Regions from separate parts of the Sus scrofa genome. Here region 2 is linked to region 1. Evidence: chromatin contacts called from public Hi-C data. All regions are on one chromosome and are shown on one strand. Each heading gives the region's core, a stretch centred on a gene start, on an enhancer-like site or on the middle of the called end of the contact. The rest is flanking DNA. Distances are from core to core; before and after follow the strand shown.

Region 1 (7,515 bases), core at 2,636-5,135:
AACAATAAAAAAAAAGAGCCAAAAAAGAGCTGTTAGAAACAAGACTAGATATTGGAATGTCCATTACTTTTCTTTTTTCTTCTTTTTCAGCCACACTCGAGATGTATGGCAATTCCAGAGCCAGGGATTAAATCTGAGCCACAGCTGCAAACTCTATCACAGCTTCAGCAACACACTCGAGATGTACGGCAATTCCTGAGCCAGGGATTAAATCCTTAACCCACAGCGCCAGGCTAGGGATCAAACCTGCATATCTACAGAGACAAGCTGGATCATTAACCTATTGCACCGCAGTAGGAACTCCTGAAAAGTCCATTTGTGAAGCTCATTTCTTTTATTCACAGAGAATTTACTTTCATAGACTGTTTATTCTTTCTTTCCAAACAATATTTAAAAAGTACAGATTTCTCACTTCCAAGATTGGAATTAGCTCACTGAGGCAGGAAGGGCCAGGACACCCACCACAGCAGCTCTGTCCCAGCTGACAGCTACAATGGAGCATAAACATATGAAAATCAGATACAAGGCATCCAAAAAGTTTCTGGGGTCATTTAAGGGCAAGGAGACTATTTATTTTTATTTTTTGTCTTTGGTCCTTTTATGGCCACGCCTGCGGCATATGGAGGTTCCCAGGCTGGGGGGTCTAATCAGAACTACAGCTGCCGGTGTACTCCACAGCCACAGCAATGCCAGATCTTTAACCCACTGAGTGAGGCCAGGGATTGAATCTGCAACCTCATGGTTCCTAGTTGGATTCGTTTCTGCTGCACCACAATGGGAACTCCAAGAGCAAGGAGACCTTAGACATGTCAGTAAACCTCAAAAGTACCTAAACTGCTGTCCCAAGTTTAGAACAGGCTGGGTGTCCTCTATTTAACAAAACAAGAGAGTGTACACCAGGAGTCAGCAAACTACAGGCCTCAGGCCAAATTAAGCCGACCCCCCATCACCTATTTTTCTACATCTTGACACGCTCAGAATTTAAGAAGTTAAAAGACTATTTTGTAATGTGAAAATATGACATTTCAGAAACACAATGTCCACAAGTTTTTGTTTGTTTTTGTCTTTTTAGGGCTGCACCCTCGGCAGATGGAAGTTCCTGGGCTAGGGGTCAAATCAGGGCTGCAGCTGCCGGCCTACGCCACAGCTCACGGCAACACTGGATCCCTAACCCAGGAGCAAGGCCAGGGATTGAACCCGCATCCTCATGGATACTACTCAGATTCATTAGTGCTGAGAAATGTTTTACTGGATGCAGCCACACTTTTTGTTGTCCTATTTTCTATGGCTGTTTTCTTTCTAAAACAGCTGAGTGGAGCAGTTCCAACATAGACTGTACGGCTCACAAAGCCTAAAATATTTGGTATCTGGTCCTTTATTGAAAAAGATTGTCAATCTCTGGTAGATATTCTTGTTTATAAATATTTTTATCCAAAATGATTACAACTTAAAGAGTTTCAGGGCTCCGTTTTCTGGAGGACCCAGCCCTCCAGAATGACACATTTGCTGAGGTGTCCAGATGTTTGAGGCTTATTTTATTCCATCTAAGTTAACAGTGTGGATCTTTGCTCCAGATCACAAAGAGAAGCAATGGGAGTACCTGTTCCTCACGTAGCATGGCACATAAATCATGTCTTTCATGACTTGTGGAGGATTTCACAAATCTTCCAATGATAGATCAATACGGTTGACTTTCCAATTTAGTAATTTCATTACTACATTCTAATTTTTTTTTCCCCTAGAAAACTAGGTACCTATAGACTCTGGCTCACACCTTTTATTACCTTCTGATTTCTATCAGTGCCAGGCAACCTCCAACATTAAGAAGTTGTAGGTATGTTCTCTCAATTCAGCTAATCATGCAAATGATACCCAGATTCTACTCTAGTCCTCAAGCACCAGTGTCTTAGTTTCTAACCTGTCTCTTTTGGAGATGGGTAAAATTTCTCCATAGGTCTTACCTTCAAAATACCGAGGGTAGGTGAGAATTTCAGCAGCTCCTCTATAACATTATTATACCCTTTGTTGGCTGCCTTCAATAACGCTGTTGTACCATCCTTTACAGAGGGAGGAAAAGAAAAGTTGCTTATCAACACAGGTGTGTATTGGCTAAGGATGAAGTATTCATTGAGAACCAGGAATATGCTTGTCAGAAAGAAGCAAAATGTGTAAACTAATTCACAGACCTGCAACGTCTCTCAATCTAAGAGCATTTTAGACCATATTAACCAGTTAATGCTGCATGAAAGAATCCCAGACAAAATATGGGACTTCTTACATCACCTTAGAATCCTGCCACTTGGGAATTCATGGTCCTCTAGTCCCTTAGGATATTGGGTAAGGAACAGGAGGAATTCCAACAGGATATTTTTTGGACCTTGAAGGACTAAAGAGGCACTCTCTGCAGTTCACAACTTAGAAATAAATTGTCGAACGTTTTTTTTTTTTTTCCTCTTTTTAGGGCAGCACCCATGGCACTTGGAAGTTCCTGGCTAGGAGTCGAATTGTAGCTGTAGCTGCTGGCCTACACCACAGCAACGCAGGATCCAAGCTGCACCTGGGACCTACACCACAGCTCACAGCAATGCTGGATCCTTAATCCACTGAACGAGGCCAGGGATCGAACCCCCGTCCTTATGGATACTAGTTGGGTTCGTTACCGTTGAGCCACAACAGGAACTCCTGAACTGTTTTTTTTTTTGGCTGTGCCCCCAGCATGTGGAAGTTCCTTGGGCCAGGGTCTGAACTCATGCCCAGCAGTGACTGGACCCGCTGCAGTGACAATGCAGGATCCTTAACCCGCTGCACCACAAAGGAACCCCTGGACTGTTTTTTAATGATTTAAATAATTGTTGAGCTGTATCTACTGTTTTAAAATTTTTAATGTCCTTTTCTTTTGCCTTCCCTTGTATACACCCTTGGTCTTGTCTTCCCTAGGTGCCTGTTTGACTGTGGTGGTGCTGGGGTGAGGGTAGGGAGGGGACAGATTGAAAAGAAGACAAAGATAAGTTCAAATTAATATTCAACTCCTGTCATCCTTTTCTGGCCTGAGAAGAGATCTTCCAGTTTCCCCTTCTGCTTTAATACATCCACTGCTGAATTTGGAGGATTTTGCTGGCAGGATCCTCCTGCAGCAAAGGAAACACCCAGTCTGCTCTAAAGGTTTAGCTGGAATCAGGATGAAGAGGAGAACAAAGGATTTTTCTTTTCTGACCTCAGAGGTTGTGGGAAGAAACCGAAAGAGTGAGAAAGAGGGCAGAGAAGCAGTCTGGTTAGTGGTATGTGTGTCTTCCGGTTTCCTCTTTCTGGGCTCAGACTTGGAAGGGGAGGGGGGGAGTCACATAGGCAAGGGTAATATTAAGGGTGAAAAGGCCAGATACTGTTAAAGAAAATGGCAGAGTGAGGTGACTCCAACTGAGGCTAAGCAAAGGTCAGTGGGGGATGTGGACACCCCAAACCACAGATCCCGTGTGCCAGCTGCACTGCTGCCCAGAGGCTAGCAGGAGGCGCAGCACCAGGCGGACCAGCAGCCGCTGCGGACACACCGATAAGGTCAGCCTAGGCTGGGTCTCCTATCTCCCCAGTCCTCCCAGGTCATCTCAGGTGGAGGAGGATCTCCTAGGAATTCAACATTTCCCCTTAGACTGAACAGCACTTGCTAGGTTTCAACTGATTCAGACCTTCCCCCTGTTTTCCCGCTAAAAGGTGGGTGGAGGTTGGGAGCAAACCCTGGTGAGCTAAAGAGATAATAAAGCAGCATGTTCTCAGCAGAGTTCAACCTGGAGGTCAAGGCTTCCGTGGAAGGCACCACCACCCGAGCCCGCGCGGCGCGCAGCTGTCCCCCACACTCACGTTCCGGGCGGCGTCGCGGTCGGCTCCACGCAGTAGCATCACGCGCACCACCTCGCTGTGGCCCATCTGCGACGCAATCCACAGTGGCGCCGTCCCATCCTGCGGGCAGAGGACACAGCGAGCATGGATCGGCAGGTTAACGCTCCGTGAGAGCTCCGGATGACACGCGACGAGGGCAACTTGAACCCACCTACATAGACCGGCATTTGTCAGTGCCGGGACTACTTGGGTAATTACCAATATTCAGATCTTGGCTTAGAAAAACCATTGCCCCACAGGGTCTTTTGCCCCCTCGAGAGGGGTGCAGTCCCCACAGAACCAAACACCCAGGCAGAACCTCCACAAACCTAGGGAGGAGAAGCCAGCCTGCCCTAACTACCCCACCACCACCCCCATACACACACTCCTCCTGTCTGGGTTCTCCTTGCCCTGCTTCCTGGATGCCCTTAATTCCTGCAGAAGAGGAGGCAGTGTCTTCCAGTAAGGGTCAGAGGGTCAGAAAACCAAAGACATTTCTCCCACTCTTCTCCCTGGTCCAGAACCCCCCACAGCCACGTGGTCTTCAGGGAGGACAGTTTTATGCAGAATGTGATGCTGTGTCTTCTGGGAAGTGCCGAGCACTGGCCAGTGTTAGCAGAGCCCCAGTTTTCATACTTTCTGTGTATTATTCACCCAACCACCCTTTTTTCTGGACCCTAGGCCATGCAGGTGAGGTGTGTTGCTCCAGAGAGGAAAAGGTGAAACATCTAAGGGACAGAGAAGGATTTGACAGAAATAAAAATAGAAAATCTTTCTCCTGTAGAAAGCGAGACAGGCTGGGACCTGGGACCCTTTACTGCAGTGACTGCACCTGGGCAAACGTCTGGAGCAACAGAATACAAAGAGACGAAGGGACTAAAAATAATTGCAGACGTGCAGTTGGAACAGTTAAGACACAGAAAGGCCAAGCCCAAATGCCACTTTTGAGGTGCTGGGAGCAAAATCGGGGTACTGTTCATGACCCCTGCACACAGCACCACTAAGGGGGTAGGCAGACTGCTTAAGCCACTCCTCAGGCGGGACCCACCAATCTGCCCCCACCCGCACCCAATTTAAGAAGCCACTCTGCCCACCCCTCAGGGACTGAGCAAGGGCATCTCTTTTTTGTTTTCACTCCCTCCTGCCCCAGCACGAGGTCCAATAAAGCCTTGTCTGAAGTTCTTGTCTAGCCTCTTATCAGTTTTTATTGATTAGAGAGTTCAAGAACCCAGGTGGGGAGTTCCCATCATGGCGCAGTGGTTAACGAATCCGACTAGGAACCATGAGGTTGCGGGTCTGATCCCTGGCCTTGCTCAGTGGGTTAAGGATCCAGTGTGGTTGTGAGCTGTGGTGTAGGTCACAGACACAGCTCGGATCCTGTGTTGCTGTGACTCTGGCGTAGGCCGGCAGCTACAGCTCTGATTAGACCCCCTAGCCTGGGAACCTCCATATGCTGCTGGTGCGTCCCTAAAAAAGACAGAAAAAAACCAAAAAAACCAAAAAAAGAACCCAGGTGGATAATGGAGGGAGGCACTAAAGAGGGAGTGCAGGAGGTGGGGATCATGAGTGTCTTTGTTTTCCTGCCTCGTTGGGTGGAATCTGGGTTGAGTAAGCTAGACTGCCAGAACCAGATCAATTATGGTGAATTCCAGAGGGGAAAGACTTTCTCTTTCGTTCTTGGGATGAAACCCAGGAATGCTGCAAGCCCCTTATTGACAGAAGAGAAATAGCCATGGGAGTCATATGGGCCAATGTGGGACATGCCCCCAATACCCCCGGGTCCACTTCCACCCAGGAGCCCCCCCCTGCCTGTGGGAGATCAGAAGTGCTGGGTAAACACGGGCCTGGGATAAGCCTGGGATGAGGAGATAAAGCCACAGGAACACTGACGATGGCAGGGCTGGCATAGGGTGGACAAGCTGTGCTTTCAGGGTACCTGTGTAGGATGCTCAGGGACCCGAGAGGCTGACAAGCCAGCGCAGGGAGCAGACACGAGCAACCCATCTCCACCCCAAGGCCAAGGTAATAGCCTGGCCTCCGAGAACTTAGGTCACTTGGAGAGAAGGGCAGGAGGATGGAGAATCCAGACCTAATTGAGGTAATTAAGGTTATCAGGCCCAAGGAGACTGCCTTAGTCAGATAGGACTGAAATACTCATCAGTGGAATGTGGGCTGAAGAGCAAGGTGATTCAGTTACAGAATCTGGTTTCACTTGATCTTGGAGGATATGATTTCAGCTCCAGCGTGTCCCCTGCAGCAGGCACAGGGTCATTGCCCACTGCTGTCCTGGCAAAGGGACAGAGGATGAAGACCTTTGAGCAAGGTGGCGGATGATGGCAGATCAGGAGTCTAGAAGGACTCCTAGAGGGGCTGAGGGGAGGATTTGGCACGGCTGTGTCTTGGGAGAGGTATGGGGGGCGAGGAGCTGGAACAAAGGATGGACGAAGGCTGAATACCTTGACCTACTTTATGCTCTTACAAGGGCCTCTTAGACATAGGCCTGAATCCGAATGTCCTTTATCATCAGCAATATAAATAATACCTCCACCTGTACTTTGAATTTACAAAGCACTTCTTCATTCATTGTTTAATTTGATTCTCCCAATTCAGGACATAACCAATCATTCATTCATTCAAACACCCAACAGTTATTAAGCATCTTCTAAGTCTTGGGGAGAGTGCTAAAAACGAGACACGGTTTCTGTTCTCAAAGGAATGCTGTCTAGTGGAGAAGAGATGTGGACATTTTAGTACAATTGTGGTATCACAATACAGACAAAAATGCCCATGATGAACCAGGAGAGGGACCTTCTTACCACCTGGAGGCTACAGGGTCAGCTTCGCGGATGGGTGGGATCTGAGCTGGGTCTCAAGGGAGGAGCAGGATTTTGCCAGGAGAGAGAGGAGGGAAGGGCCTTCCATGGAGAAGGAAGAACATTTCCGGTCACAGTGGTGTGTACAGGGGTGGCTGGCTCAAGCAAGGTGGGAAACCCAGCTGGCTGCAGCCCACGGGGTGCGTGTGGGACCCCAGAAGCCAGGAGAGACTAGTCTGGGCTCCACAGCCCTTTTCAGAGCTCAGGTACCAATGCGTTTTCTTTCCTCTCCCGCTCACTCTGGGTTCATTTGTTCTTTGTCGATATCACCACCAGAGGGCAGGCAAGGAAAGGCAGCCCCAGACTGTTCCCCGTGATTTCCAAGGGTTTGGCTGTTTTTAGTGAAATTCTACTAATTGACACTGATGTGTGGAAAAGTGCTGAGAGGTGCTATATTGGGAGCTATGTTATTATTTTAACACTAATGCTAACACTCAAATATTATCACCGTCACTGCAATAGTCATAGCAGATGGAAAAAGAAGTCACCACGTCCTGGTTATAAGAACTTAGGTAAATCCCTCTGCGCCTCAGTGGCCGCTTCTGCAAAAATACCAGCCTCACAGAGAAACACGTGAAGGAGAAAACAGATAGAAATGCGCTGAACACGAGGACTGGCTGACAGATGCTTAGAACATAATAATTGAATCTGAATATTATTTATCATGAAAGACAGGAAGTAACAAACTGTACTTTTGTTTACAACGCATTTCATATGGTTTACTTAATTTGATTCTCCCAGTTACCCTGTAAGATAACTGACTGAGCAGGCA
Region 2 (7,515 bases), core at 3,382-5,881, 180 kb after region 1:
AGGCTCCTGAACGGCATCGCTGACCTTTCCTAGATGGATATTTTTCTTCCTTTAGGAGGCGGTCTTCCAAGTCAGGAGTGTCTGTTGGCCATAGGTAACTCAGAATCTGTGTGTCCATGGACAGACACAGGGGTGAAGGGAGGAACACACAGAGGGCAGGAGGATGGAGCCCTGTCTGAAAGTCTCTTCCTCTTCGCAGGCTGTGATTGTAACCTGGAAGGAGTTCTCCCCGAGATATGTGATGCCCAAGGGAGGTGCCTGTGCCGCCCCGGGGTGGGGGGCCCCCGGTGCGATGCCTGCCGCCCGGGTTTCTACTCCTTCCCTATTTGCCAAGGTAAGTGGGCAGCACATGCACGGTGAGCAGCAGAGAGAGGCTCCTTCTGGCAGAGCTGGGTGGCCTGCCGTTTAGTGAATGAGCTGCCGGCTTATGTAGGTATGTTACGTGTGACTGTCCTCCTCTCCTGGCCGTGTCACCTCCCCTCTTTTCCTTTCCAGCCTTACCCTTCCTCCTCCCTGGTGGTCAAGCCCCTGGGCTCTGGAGCCAGTGCCTGGGTGCAGATTGGGGCTCTGGAGAGGAGGTGGTGCCTGAGGGGCCTGCAGGCAGACAGAGGGAGGAGGCAGGGTGTTCCGGGAGGGGGAGCAGCACACACAAAACCACAAAGCCCTCCCTCTCCGCTTGGCTTGGCCCTTAGTCCCCCATCCCAGTAGGAGTCACCGAAAGGGATGGAGGAAGGGAAGGGGAGGTGTCTGGCTGGTCCCCAGAGCACAGGAGGTGTTGGGTGATTAGCAAACCGTTGAATGAATTCACCACATTAGCTTCCTCTGCCTCCTTCCGTCTGCCTGCCATTGTTCTCCTTGGGGCTTCTGTTGTGGGGAAACGGGGGAGAGAAGAAGGAAAGATGATCAGTCAGGGCTCAGGGCAGGAACTACGCCCAGATGGGGGCTCACTATGGGTCGAGAGGTGCTGACTGGAGTCATTCAGGCTCCAGGCTGGGCTTCCCTGCTGCTCAGGGACAGGAGGCATGTGGTCCTGGTGCCTCCATGGCCATCCCGGGCGCAGCAGAAACACTCAACCTTTCTAACCATATTCAAGTCCTTATTTGCAAAACCCACTTGGCACCCAGAATGCAGCTCCAGGGGAATTTGGAAAGTGCCGTTGCTAGCCTCCATCCTCTGAACACAGGAGTAGGTTAGCATGGGCCCTAAGTCATCTCGTCCATGAGTCAGCAGCTAAGGAGCTGGGAGATTGGGACGGGAGCAGGAAGGTCCCTCCCCGAAGCGGGAGACAAGGTGGCAGAGAGGTGAGGTTCATACTCGCTATCAACTTGGGCTAGTTAACCCCTCTGTTCCTCAGTTTCGTAGTAATAGTGGCCATCCTGTGAAAAGTTGCCTGTTACACCTGCACTGACATAAACAGGGACCCCTTAGAGCCTGGGAAGGAAGCACTCACCTATATGGTAGCTGTTATTCCTTTAACCTTCCTCCTTCTGTCTCAGACTTCCTCTATGGCATTTTAAGAGCCTAGGGCCCCAATCCCAGTAGAGCTCTCAGTTTGCCTAGATGTCTGTGTGCCACATCCCAAGCCCTTCCCTTTCCTCCTGGCTCCCTGACATGTCCTGGACCTTTGTTATCTGCCCCGCTTCTCAGCCTTTGCCTCTTGGGCCACAGACACTCTCAACAGTCGCTGCCCGGAGATTTGATCACCTGGCAGGTGGAAGGGTAAGGAAAGGAAGGGGTTTCTTTTCTTCTTCGGCCTTGACTTCAGCCAGGGCAATTCCGTGTCAGAAGTTGAAATGCCCCGGGAGTTCTTGTTGTAGCTCAGCGGGTTATGAACCCAACTAGTATCCACGAGGATGTGGGTCTGGTCCTTGGCCTCACCCACTGGGTTAAGGATCCAGCATTGCCATGAGCTGTGGTGTAGGTCGCAGATGTCACTGAGATCTGGCGTTGCTGTGGCTGTGGTGTAGGCTGGCTCCTGCAGCTCCAATTAGACCTCTAGCCTGGGAACTTCCCTAGGCTGCAGGTGCGGCTCTAAAAAGAAAAAAAAAAAAAAAAAGAGGAAGAGGAAGAAGAAGAGAAGAAGAGAAAGTCGGAATGCCCAGGGCATCTCCTGTGGAAGCATCAGTACAGGCGAGGCTTCTGTTGGGGCTTATGAATCACTCTCGAGGTGGATTTGGCACTAACCTGGCTCTGTGGTCTGGTGTGGTAACTTCGTCCTGGTCCATATTATTGTTTCTGTGGAAAGACGTCCCAAGTAATGAAGTTTTGGAGCACAAGTTGGGGTTGCCTCCATTTCTATTTTAGGCTGGAGGCACTGATCCGTCATTGACAAAAATGAAGAAGAACTAGCGGGAGCGAGACGGGATGGAGGCCTGCCTCCTCAGGGTCCACTCGGGGCAGACTTAGAGGAGCTTATGATGTTGTGGGCAAGGTTACAGGTCATGAAGATGAGGTCTGTCCGGCAAAACAGGAGAAGGTTCAGCGCAGCCTGCTTCCTGGCGTGGTGGAGGCGGCGTGCCCTGGAGTTTGTTCTTCCAGATTTGAACCACGATGCCCTGGAGGAGTTTGGGCTGCTCCTACATTCTGCAGGCGGAGGTCTCCCTTCTTTAGTGCTTCCTTTTTAAACAGCTTTTGCGACCTTTTAAATTGTTTTCCACGTGGGCCATGTTGAAGCCAGTGGCTGAAGTTCAGACATGCTGAAATCTGAACTTGGTCTAGCATCCAGGTCCAACCCAGTATTTTAATTTGTGATCTTTTGTAGATAAAGTTGATCTCTTGGGCCATTGCATTTTAGAATCAAGTCCACATGGCCCCGAGCACCACATCGGATGGTGCAATATATTTCAGCCGAAAAATGTTGGTGTGGCTTTGCTCTGTCTGGCTTTAAAATTTTTTTAAATCTTCCTTAAAAGAATTCCAAAATCCATCTTCATCACTCTTGCCAATGCAGTCTGGCATTTATGTTTTGTATTAACTTAATTTACTCCAGACTTTAAGTACAAGTCTCTCTCCTCCTTTCATTTTTGACTCACTTAAGTGCCCTGGAGTTTTCTGTCTTGTAGGCGAATGTTAAACCGTGGATGTGAGGCCTCACTGGAGAGTTGTCAATATGTATTTAAATTTTATGTTTACATTGTCATCTGGCTTAGTTCTTTATCTGTAGTCACAAAACACACTGCAGCTCCCTGCAAACTAGGTCATTTGGGGAGTTTACTGTTCCCTTTTCTTTCTGTCATTCCTGCCTTCCTCTCTTGCATTTTTCTCTTCTTATTTTCTTCTTCCTTCTCCTTTTTTTTTTTTTTTTTCCCTAGTGCAATGTGCTAAGTAGCTACCAGTCAGCATGTAAAACAGAGGCCAGGAGTCCTCCTAGGATGAGACACTGAAGACACTCAAAGGGCAGCTGCCTGCGAACCTCAAGGACCCAGGGCCCAAATTGTCCCCATTGGGGTTTGCTGTAGTCTTTGGGTTGTGGTTGCAGGTATTTCCTTAGAAAAGTCCTATAATTGTGATGGTTGTGCATGATTAACCTCCTTCAACCTGTCAGCATATTCTCATGACTCAGACACACTGGCCTGGGGAAGGGGCCACGTGCACGGGGTGACGGCGGATGGTGCTGCTGGGGAAGGCGTCCGACCTGGCAGGCGTCCGCGGAGCCCCACTCCCAGCCTTTCCAAGGGTGAAAACAAAACCCACACGGCCGGGCCACGTTCTGTGCAGTCCGGCTTTGAACTGGCCCCCAGCTTTGTAATTCAGTGTTGGTCTGGGAGAACATTGAGGTGGTTGGAAGAAGCCTTGAGATTTTCTGTAGATTTGATCTGCCCTCAGCCCGGTCAGCCAGGGAAGTGGACGGTAGTAAATATCGTGAAACTGAAATGCTGGCTTTGCGGCTCTGAGTGGAGAAGGTGCCAGCTGGCTTTTCCAACAGAGAAGAAGCTCTAAAATCGTGGGTGAGGAGAGCACCCCGAAACTATAGAGGCTCTGTTTACCTTGTCATCTACATGTTTTCTAGCAGTGTCGCCTCACTCTGTGGACTTTTTCACTGATGGGAAGACGGTGGCATTTCTTGGAGGCATACCTCTCATGGCAGCATTGCGAGATTCCATGAGAAAATATCTGTGGGTAGAACTACGGGGCTGGGCCAGGAAAAGGGTTTCAGGAGTTACTCATTCCTTCATTTAACAAGTATCTCTTTGGCATGGACTGGGAATCAGGACCCTGCTTGATGCTGGCAGATTTGGGGGAGCACAGCCGACAAGCTCCCTGATTCCCCGGACCTTTGTTATCATTGTTTTTCATACTCTTTGGGAATAAAAGTATCTTGAAGTAGAAACCCAATGAGCACATGAGAAGAAAACACTCCAGAGACTCCAGAGGACCTGGATCAAAACAAAGAACAGAACTGAAATATTTGTAAAGCCTGATGATAGCATTTCCAAGAGTGAGAAAAAGGCGGTCAGGTTGGTGTCGGGATTTGCGATTTGGCAGCTTTCACTGATGGTTGGATTGAAGTGCGAAGGGTGATGCCAGATTGAGTAATTCACGATTTAAAATAACATGCATGTGTTTAACACTGCATCTTTGTTGTTACCCCCGGAATGGATCTGCATCTCCGGCGGCTCCCAGGACAAGCGCTCTGGCCCCAGGAGTCAGAGCGGGTATCGGCCACGTTACTCTGGCCGGAGCTGCCCCCTCTGTGCTCCTGGTTCCTCCCGCTGCCCACTGCCAGCCTGAGTGTTTTCCTCTCTGCATTCGCTTAGGCAGCATAGCAGAAAGAACCTGTGTTAGTCTAGTTCTGCAGAGAAACAAAACCCATGGGATGCGTGTCTGTGTGCATGGATATAGATAGATATGGGTATGGAGAGAGAGAGATTGATTTTAAGGAATTGGCTGACGAGACGGTGGAGAGCTGGCAAGTCTAAAGTCTGCAGGGCTGGCCAGCAGGCTGGAGACTAGGGAGGAGTTGATGCTGTAGCTGGGCCCTCGGGAGGCAGAGTTCCTTCCTCCTTGGGGACCTTGGTCTTTTCTCTTGAGGCCTTCAACTGATGGGATGAGCCCACCCACATTGTAGAAAGTAATCTGCTTTACTCCAGATCAGCTGATTTAAATGTTCGTCCCATCTGACAAAACACTTTCACAGCAACATCTAGACTGGTGTTGAGCAAACATCTGAGTCCTGTTGCCTAGGTGATACACAAAAACTGTCACAGAGCCCAAGGGTGTTTCTTCAGTACCCCTAGGTAGGGACTTGATCTTTGCAAACAGGCCACAGGGCCAGGAAAGAATGCTGTCCTGCTGTCTTCCAGGAGTGGGCTGGCCCATTTCTTCATCTCTCTTATATTTAGTTTCTTGATACCATGTCAGTAATTCTCTAGCCCCTCTTCTGGAGTTCTAGCTCTTCGTGGTCAGGGAACATGGGCTTTTCTTATTTGCCTTCACCCCGACACCTAGGCACACAATAGACCTTCAACCAAAGTCTGCTGGATAGGGAGTTCCACCATGGTGCAGTGGTTAATGAACCCGACTGGGAACCATAGAGTTGAGGATTCGATCCCTGGCCTCACTCAGTGGGTTAAGGATCCAGCCTTGCCGTGAGCTGTGGTGTAGGTTGAAGACATGGCTCCGATCCTGTGTTGCTATGGTTCTGGCGTAGGCCAGCAGCTACAGCTCTGATTAGACCCCTGGCCTGGGAACCTCCATATGCCATGGGTGTGGCCTTAGAAAAGACAAAAAGACCAAAAAAAGAGTCTGCTGGATGAATGCATGTAAAATAGGAGGGTGGATGGAGTTCCCTAGTGGCCTAGGGGTTGGGTTTCAGTGTTGCCACTGCTGTGGCTTGAGTTTGATCCCTGGCCAGGAAGCTTTTGTATGCTATGGGTGTGGCTAAAAAAATAAAATAAAATAAAATAAAATAAAATAAAATAAAATAGGGTTCAGTGGAAACAAATCTGACTAGTATCCATGAGGATACAGGTTTAATCCCTGGCCTCACTCAGTGGGTTAAGGATCTGGCGTTGCCATGAGCTGTGGTGTAGGTCACAGATGTGGCTTTGATCTGGCGTTGCTGTGGCTGTGGCGTAGGCTGGCAACTTCAGCTCCAATTTGACCCTTCGCCTGGGAACCTCCATATGCCAAGGGCAAGGCCCTAAAAAGAAAAAAAAAGGGGCGGAATGATGGTAAATCTCCTAGGTCTGCCATGCCCTAATTGGGCCACGCAGAACAAGTCCCACAGCCCACTGAAGTTCCAGGTGAGAAAAGGAGCCAAGTTCCCTTCTAGCAGGGAGAGTTTATTTTACGATTCCGGTGAACAACTCGGGCAAAAGCTACCATTGTCTTTATCACAGAAAAGCATATCAGAGGAGCTCACCCCTCGGGGCCTGGGCTGAATGCTGTCAAAGAGAATGAATGTGGTGTGTTCTCTCCCCTGTGGGAGCTCCATGCTCCAAGGCTTAGCGATGTGGGGCTTTATGGGTCTTAAGGACACCTGCAAATAAATCACTGGAACTGGCCCTTTGTCTTTTCTTTCCCAAGGCCTCAACAAGTGTGGAACTTTTGAAACCTTGCAAATAAGGTTTGCAAAAATCTATCTCTCTCTCTCTCTCTCTCTCTCTGTCTGTCTGTCTGTCTATATTTTTTACTGCATGTATAAATTTGGAAGTCAGGAACGCTAACCCCCTGATTCCTATTAACACAGTGTGAGATGGTCTACAGAGCACATCCCAAGCACCGGGGGACTTGGGTGATCGTATAGCAAGGTTAACAAGAGTGAATACTCACTGAGCACTTCCTCTGGGTAAGCCCTGTGCGCAGTGCCCTTCATGCCTTGTGGCTGCTGGGGGTAGATACTGTCACCAGCTCATTTCTACAAGAGGGAACAGAGACTGAGAGAGCCTCAGCAAGTGCTTATAGTCGTCCAGTTACTAAGTAGCAGAGCTGGTGCTTGAATCCAGACAGGTCTGCCTCAGAGTCTGAAGCCTTTTGCTACAGACTAATTCGGTGACCTTGGGCATGTCACTTAACTGCTTCTTTTTTTTAATTATTTTTTTCTTTTTATGGCCATGTGGCATATGGAAGTTTCCAGGGCAGGGGTTGAATTGGAGCTGCAGCTGAGGCCTACGCCACAGCCATGGCAACATGAATCTGAGCCACATCTCTGACTTACGCTGCAGCAACGCCAGCTCCTTAACCCAATGAGTGAGGCCAGGGATCGAACCCACATCCTCTCAGAGACAGCATCAGGTTCTTAACCCACGGAGCCACAATGGGAACTCCATCACTTAATTTCAGAATTTCACTATGTAACAGTGAAATTCAACAAGATAAGCTCTCCAGTTCTTATGGTGTGAAACTTCCAGCTCAGGAAATCAGTGGGCCATTTCCACTGCTCACCTCTCCCTAGAAGCAGGTCCTGGTAACTGCTGCCCTGTGGGAGGTTAGCCACAGAGACCAGTAGGAACCAGACCCAGTGGGAAAGAGCAGAAGGGAATGGCCAGGACCTGTTCTCTCTATCTGCACATG

Evidence for each region. A called contact is a pair of places that touch in the nucleus more often than the background predicts.
Region 2: a Hi-C map of omental adipose tissue shows a contact between it and region 1, with 3 times the contacts expected there. The contact joins two enhancer-like sites. A contact is called at or near these places in 3 of 5 promoter capture datasets (fetal liver, liver and skeletal muscle), 28 of 47 Hi-C or Micro-C datasets (adipose tissue, alveolar macrophages, blood and 15 more) and 1 of 2 datasets of contacts at active chromatin or transcription factors (skeletal muscle).

The regions. Positions count from the first base shown.
Region 1 is chr6:108,475,131-108,482,645 of Sscrofa11.1, forward strand. It overlaps ANKRD29 (ankyrin repeat domain-containing protein 29), which reads right to left. Exons shown (of 9, transcript XM_021096184.1): 7 at 3,853-3,951. Among named protein-coding and RNA genes, the nearest start is that of NPC1, 28 kb to the left of the region's middle. Within about 2 kb of position 3,886, at least 8 of the 83 cell types and tissues checked have an H3K27ac peak or open chromatin away from gene starts, as enhancers often do. A contact at or near this core is called in omental adipose tissue, where this site is marked.
Region 2 is chr6:108,649,775-108,657,289 of Sscrofa11.1, forward strand. It overlaps LAMA3 (laminin subunit alpha-3), which reads left to right. Exons shown (of 75, transcript XM_003482042.4): 12 at 200-334. Among named protein-coding and RNA genes, the nearest start is that of LAMA3, 100 kb to the left of the region's middle. Within about 2 kb of position 4,632, at least 3 of the 83 cell types and tissues checked have an H3K27ac peak or open chromatin away from gene starts, as enhancers often do. A contact at or near this core is called in omental adipose tissue, where this site is marked.